2 separate regions of the Mus musculus genome follow, and region 1 is linked to region 2. A link is a contact called in public promoter capture Hi-C data. All regions are on one chromosome and are shown on one strand. The core of a region is the stretch at or near the end of the contact, and the rest is flanking DNA. Distances in the headings are between cores, read along the strand shown. Region 1 holds the start of Cacnb1 (calcium channel, voltage-dependent, beta 1 subunit). Region 2 holds the start of B230217C12Rik (RIKEN cDNA B230217C12 gene).

Region 1 (3,438 bases), core at 534-3,033, 180 kb after region 2:
TTGCCCAGTACAGGATGGGCAGAATGCCCAAAAGCTCCTGCCCCTAACCTCTATCCCAGACTTTCTTTGACCAAAGAGCCTAGAGGCACCTCAGCGACACTGCAGGCTCTGGCTCCTGAGACCTGGTGACAAGGAAGCTGGTGAGCCAGGCATAGTGACTCACACCTGTGATTCTCTACTCTTTGGAGGTAGAGGCAGGAGGATCATAAGTTCAAGGCCAGCATTGACTATATAAGATTCTATCACACACACACACACACACACACACACACACACACACACACACACACGAATAATAGGACTGAATATTCTATGATCCTCTTTCCTTCTCTAAAACTGAGCATACAGCTAAACTAGTTTTGAGGCTCTCTACAGACCTAAGAGCATTCTACAGTGAACCTCAAGACTCTTTCACAGCACTACCTCACCCCAGCTGGGCAAAGGGAGTGGCCTTCAGAGGGACAGGGGACAGCTGAAAGGAAGGCATCAGTCAGCTGCCTCCCAGACTCCAAGGGGCCTGGGGTGGAGAGACGAAGTATTTTTAGGTCTGACCTGACCCCCCCCCCCATACACACCCATCAACCACATCATGTTGCTTACAGTTGCTCCAGGCTGGCCACAGCAATGCAAGTGTTAATGCTATCCTTGGAGAAGGACAAGTCCTAGAGAAATCCCCTGGCATGGCCACCACATGCCCTGCTGGTCATTCTAGGGGGACCTTGTATGCCCAAGAACGCCCCTACCTAGGAATAACCCAGGCACATAGGAAAAGTGAACGTGCTAGAGGGCAGCGCCCCTCCCCCAGGTAAAACAGCGACCTCCACTCCAAGACAGTGAGTTGGCACCCATCCAACTTTCCAAACTTTGGCGGCTCCCACCCCTTGGGGCAGGGGGTGGGGTAAGCTAATGTGGGTGTTGGGAGTAGGGAAACATCCAAGACAGGGATGGAGACCAGGTGACTAGGGGAGGGCCTCCCTGAGCTGATCTCTTCTCCACCTTCGAAAGCCAATGTCTGAGCCTTCGAAGGCCTGTTGGCAACGCCCTCTGACCATCGTCTAGGCCTTTTCCCAGTATTACCCCCGCCCCACCCACACCCACTAGCGCCCCTAAACGTGCTCTGCGTCGCCCCCCTCGCCCGATTCGCTCTCCAGCCTCCCTCCAACTCCGCTTCTCAAGGCCTGGATTCCCCCCAACCCCCATCAGCATCCCCGCTGTCAGCCTGCTGGAGCCAGTACCCCAGCAGCAGGAACCTGGACGCGGGGGAGACCTGGAGGCGAGGTTGACAGGCATTCCAACCGCCTCCTCTCCGCTCCGCAGCACCGCAACCCGACTCGGACCAATAGTCCATCGATCATTAACCCTCGAGAATGGAGGGTCGCGCAGACACCCCTCTCCCATCCACGCGGGGCATATAACCCTTTCCTTCCCGGGGCTTTCCAAGCCGACCCCAAGATCCGTAGGAGCGGCCCTTTCCCTCGAGCTTGCCACCTCGCCTTACCTGTGGGCTGGGGTCGAAGACCTCCATAGGGATCTCTTGGGAAGGTGGGTAAGGGCCCCGGGACATGCCGCTCTTCTGGACCATGGAGAGGATCCTCCGGTCCGGCCGCCCTCCCAGCCCAGCCGGGCGCTCTCAGCGCATGGGAGAGGCCGTCCGAGCCCAGAGCAGCGCGGCGTCGCGCAGCCAGCACCGGGTGCAGTCTCCCAGCTGGACCTCCGGCTGCACGCTCGCCGCCTTGCTTGCCCTCCCGGCTCGCGCTGTGCTCTCTGCGGCCGCTGCCGCCGTCGCCGCCGCCGCCGCCTCCGCCCCTGAAGGTTCAGCATCTCCCCCCGCCCCTCCCTCGCTCCCGCCCCGCGCCGCGGCCCCGCCCCTCGAGCCCCTCAACCGGCTGCGCGCAGACAATGGCCGAGTGGCGTAGCCCCGCTGGCCTCCAGAACGTGGAGGGGCTCGATCGCTGTCCTCCGATTAGACTGGGATGAGGGCGGCCTGCAGGGGACTAAGGGGAAACCGGCCTTGAGGCTGGGATGGAGGTGGGGGGCGTTTACCAGTGTGTGCCAAGCGTTGATGGGGGGGTGGGGAGGTGGTGAAACGCCGCTCGGTATGACTGGTACCGCCTCCCTTTCTGTCCCAAACTACTCTCTCAGCTGGTCTCCCTGAGCGACTCTAGCTTGGGCCACCGGAACTTCCCGGTCCCTGTGATCCTGGGACCTGCCTTTAACTCCTTTCTCCCCAGTGTCAGGCCCAGGCCGCCATGAAACTAGCTGAGTAGACCTCCCTCTCCAACCGGGCTCTAGGTCTACTGGCCCCAGCCGGGCCTGGATGATGGGGTGAGTGTCCAAAGAAGGCCACCAGGGACATTAGGATTGCTATCCAGGGACCCAGGAATGCTTCGACCTCATCAGTTACTGAGGTCTCATAGGCTCTTCCAAAAGGCCAGGAGTCAGGCTTGGCAAGTCCCTGTTGCTTCTAAGAGAAGGGGAAGAGGAGGAAGTATAAACGGGGGGAGGAGCTATTCAAAATTATACACCATGACTGTTGACCTAGGGTTGTCTCTCTCCTTTATCCTTGACTGAGGAACAAATGTCCCAGAACTGTGGCTCCGGCTCAGCTGGTTATTGGATCCTAAAAGGGTCGACCTCCACCAAGCAGTGGTGGAGCACACATTTAATCCCAACACTATGGAGACAGAGGCAGGTCAGCCTCATTTACATAGTGACCCTCAGGACAACCTGGGCTACATAGAGAAGCCCCGTCTCAAATAAACAAACAAGCATTCTTTGTTTCCTACAGTGTTGCTAATACTATGGTATCTTTGCCCACTGAAATTCTTGGCAAGATGAGAGAACAGTAAGAGGCCCAGAAGCTGGGTCTGATGGTGTACAGCCATGTTGGGGGCTTGAGGCCAGCCTAGATCACATCATGAGTTTGAGGCCAGCCTTAGCTACATAGAGAGACCCTGTCACAAAACATGAATGAACAAGGAGGCTGGAGAAATGGCTCAGTGGTTAAGAGCACTAGCTATTTGCTCTTCCAGAGGTCCTGAGTTCAATTCCCAGCAACCACATGTTGGCTCACAACCGTTTGTAATGGCTTCTGATACCCTCTTCTGATGTGTCTGAAGACATCTACAGTAACTCATATAAATAAAATAAACCTTAAAAAAAAACATGAATGAACAAACAAAAAAAGTCCCACAACAAAAAAATGATGGCTGGGCTTCTGGGGGTGCTTAATGAGCAGCATGGGAGCCATCTGTGGCAAGAGGACCAGTTCTTCCTCCTCCATCCAGCTCAGAGAGCAGAGAGATAAGAAGATGAAGCCGGAGCCAGTCATGGTGGCGCACGCCTTTAATCCCAGCACTCGGGAGGCAGAGGCAGGCAGATTTCTGAGTTCCAGGCTAGCCTGGTCTACAAAGTGAGTTCCAGGACAGCCAGGACTAT
Region 2 (3,416 bases), core at 536-3,035:
GTCCCCAGCCAGCTTGATGGCAAACACTGCAGCCTCTTTGCTCCTGGGAAGGCATCTGTGCTGAGCAATACAGCACCGCTGGACCCTGACTCCTGGTCGGCAGCCACCTGGCCAGAGGCTTTGTGGAGAGGGGCATTTCCTACCTGGGTTTCACGTGAAAGCATTCTCTGGACTCCCTCCGGAACAGCAGGGAGAGGCAAGGGCTAAGTGTAATCTGAGTGAGCTGAGTGTGGGGAGTGCTCCAGGCAGGGGAAGGACCTAGCAGCGTTCGAGTTTCCCAAGAGCAGCCCAAAAGCCTGTGACCCAGTGTGGCCTTGTCTGCTGGACTCGCCTGCTCAGGAGGGCTCCCCTCTTGAGAGTGGACTAAGTTCCTGTTAGAAAGGGTGTTACTGGCCGGGCGCAGTGGTGCACGACTTTAATCCCAGCACTCGGGAGGCAGAGGCAGGTGGATTTCTGAGTTTGAGGCCAGCCTGGTCTACAAAGTGAGTTCCAGGGCTGCAGGGAAACCCTGTCTCAAAAAACCAAAAAAAAAAAAAAAAAAAAAAAAAAAAAAAAAGAAAAGAAAAAAGAAAGGGGGTTATTAAGATCTCAAGGTCTAGACCCTTCAAAGAAAATATTTGGGGAGAGTCTAAGAATGCCAGACCTTAGAAACTGACCTATAGAAATCCTTTCCTTTTTAATAAACAGTTGGTACACAACACAAAGCAGAAAGAATCAAAATACATCGCAGTGGGTGTGGGTTTTTTTTTTTTAATGTGATTGTTTATGTATGTGTGTGTACACCAAAGGGCATGTGTGGACATCACAGGACAACTAACAGAAAGGAGTCCTTGTCTTTCCACTGTGGGCCCCAGGGATTGAACTCAGGTCCTCAGGTTTGGTGTACAACACCATTACCCCTTGAGCCCTATCATTGAGTTTTTGTAAGATTCGGTCCCTCAGAAGAAACCACATGAAAGCCAGCTGTAATGGCAGTGCTCAGAGGCTGAGAGGTAGAGTCAGGAGAATCCAGTCAAGGGCCAGCCTGGGCTAACTGAGACTCCCTCAAGACAAAATAAAACAACAACAATAATTAATAATAATACAAAAAGAAACAACAAAACCATGCTTGGATTTGCATCTCTAGACACTAGGAGCGGGTGTGAGTGGGTTTTTTGCTGTTTTCTCTGATGACGACACGAGGTAAATTCAGAAGATCCAGAGAAAACAAACGGGGGAAACTGGCACCACAGAAGGGAAGGAGAGACCTCATGTGACACAAATGAGCTTGGGCTCTGAGGATCTCCCAGACCAACAAGGCAAGCCAGCGTCTGGTGGAATGTGAGAGGCTCGCTTTGACTCCTGCCCCCTATTGACAAGTTGTTAAATTTATCACGCAAGCTCCTGACCACCCTTGAGCTCAGGCTTTAAAAGACTTCAGACTGGTTGAAATGACCCCCAGCACAGTGAGAAAACTCAGATCCATGCCCAGGGTCGCCCTACCCCCACCCCTCGCCTCCTGAGACTCACATGAGACCTTCCTCTATGTTCTCTGAACTAGGTAATGGCCCACAAAACTGGCAACAATTTGTCTTCTGAGATAGATTACCAGAGATGTGTGAGAGGGAGAAGGAAAAAGGAAGGCAGAAAAATCCATTCCTAAGGAGTCTGTAGAGATCCTCCGCTCACACCTTCCGGAGCAGCCCACTCAGTGCAGAAACTGTATCTAAATAGAGATAGCGGTTTTTTTGTTTTGTTTTTTTTTTTCCACACAAAGGGGCGGGGCTGGCTTCCTGGGAAGAAATTAAACCTCTCCGGTTTTGCCTGGTCTAAAAGTAGCTGTTCCCTGGTTACCCACCGTGGACTTTGTGATTGGCTGGCCGTGATGGTGGAGGTGGAGAGTAAGTTGCTGATGGGGTTGCAGCATCCCTTAGCTTCAGGTCCCCGGGAGGGGGAGGGAACAGGAAGCGGGAGGGAAGAGGAGCCATTTCTCCGCGCTGACCGACCTCCACGCTTGCAGCTCCCACTTCCCCGGAATCGAGGGGACTCCTCTGCTTGTACTGAGCCATGCTGGATATTTTCATCCTCATGTTCTTTGCCATCATAGGCCTGGTGGTTCTGTCCTACATAATTTACCTTCTCTAGTGGCCTGGCGCTGCAGGGGCTGCGAGGGGAAGGATGGAGCTGAAGGGCCGAGCATCCTGCTTGCTGACGCACCGGTGGAGTTTTGCTTCTGGTCATTATTCGGGTATTGATTAAAAAAAAAAAATGAAAAGAAAGCTTGTTTTTGTATCTATTTGTCATACACATTGACGTAGCATTTCTTGGATCAATGTGAAAAGAATAAGAAAGGCCAGCTTTCTTTGGGAATTGATTTAAAATGTTATTTCTTAAAAATAAACATCACTACAAATAAGTAAATAAATAAATATAAATAAAATGCACTAGGTTTTAGGTAGGATGGGAGGGAGTGTGCTGGGGGGTGGAGGGGGACAGACTATTATTTCCTAATTTCCTTCCAGGTAGATGCAAAACCAAGTTGTCCATTCTCTCCTGACAATGACTACAGTACATCCTTATGTGTGGACAAGGCAGTTTTCAAATCTGCTGGCATAATTGTATTCATTAATTCACTGCTGCGCCATAACTGCATTCATTAGTTCACTAGTGATTAACTCCCACTTGAGAAAAAATAGCAAATGAAACCTACTTGGGGTAAGGGGTGAGGGAGATGCCCACTTTCCCCAGTTGTGTAGAGGAATGGGGAGGATTCTCAGAACTCCTGCTAGTTCCTGACCAGTAGGGGTACCCCTGCTGCAGTTTGCAGCTGACCATTGTTTTTGGGTTTCCCACAGCTCCTGTGTCGGGTCCAGCAAGAGGCCTCTCACCACCAGCAGCAATCCTGAGGCCCAACTGATCTCTTCCAGTGTATCCGGATGTGGCTGACCCTTGGCACGAAGGCATTCTGTGAGGCAGGGGCACTCCTGGGGACATCAGGAGTTAGTCCAAGAATGCCAGCCACTGGCAGCTGCTGCATGCGATTGAGCTGTAGACAGGGACTATTCAGAATATGGAAGATTGGAACAGTGAAGTCAGAGTGGAGACTGCCCAAACATTCATATGGACAGCCTTTCCTTAGGTCTAAATGCAACTGCACACGATGCTAAAATATTCTTTGCTTTCTGCTTCACAAGCAGGCGTTCCCTTGTAACCTCAAGGGCAAACACTGATCAGTAATTTACAGTTTGTACAGCCTGAGGTTGCGTGGTTTCCCTTGACTTACAACCCATCCCCCACCCTCAAAATTCCCGTTATTTGCATTCTTTAAGGTTTATCATTTCTTCCCTCCTTTTCTCATTTGTTCCCAGCTCCTTAGTTGACTAGAGGCGCATGGTTGTAAAGTCCTTATTCTTTGTGCTTACCTATAAAGCATTGAA

What was found. Capture Hi-C pulls out chosen DNA fragments and counts their contacts.
Region 1: a promoter capture Hi-C map of liver shows a contact between it and region 2. The contact joins the promoter of Cacnb1 here to the promoter of B230217C12Rik in region 2. A contact is called at or near these places in 2 of 39 promoter capture datasets (neural stem cells and neutrophils), 9 of 115 datasets of contacts at active chromatin or transcription factors (the SCID.adh cell line, bone marrow-derived macrophages, effector CD8 T cells and 4 more) and 4 of 9 other capture datasets (adipose tissue, liver, macrophages and 1 more).

What each region holds. Positions count from the first base shown.
Region 1 is chr11:98,020,844-98,024,281 of GRCm38.p6, forward strand. It overlaps Cacnb1 (calcium channel, voltage-dependent, beta 1 subunit), which reads right to left and starts at 1,784. Exons shown (of 14, transcript NM_001282977.1): 1 at 1,499-1,784. The coding sequence starts at 1,582. It also overlaps a transcript of Rpl19 not described here.
Region 2 is chr11:97,839,350-97,842,765 of GRCm38.p6, forward strand. B230217C12Rik (RIKEN cDNA B230217C12 gene) reads left to right here and starts at 1,786. Exons shown (of 3, transcript NR_169086.1): 1 at 1,786-1,880; 2 at 2,125-2,227; 3 at 2,835-3,416.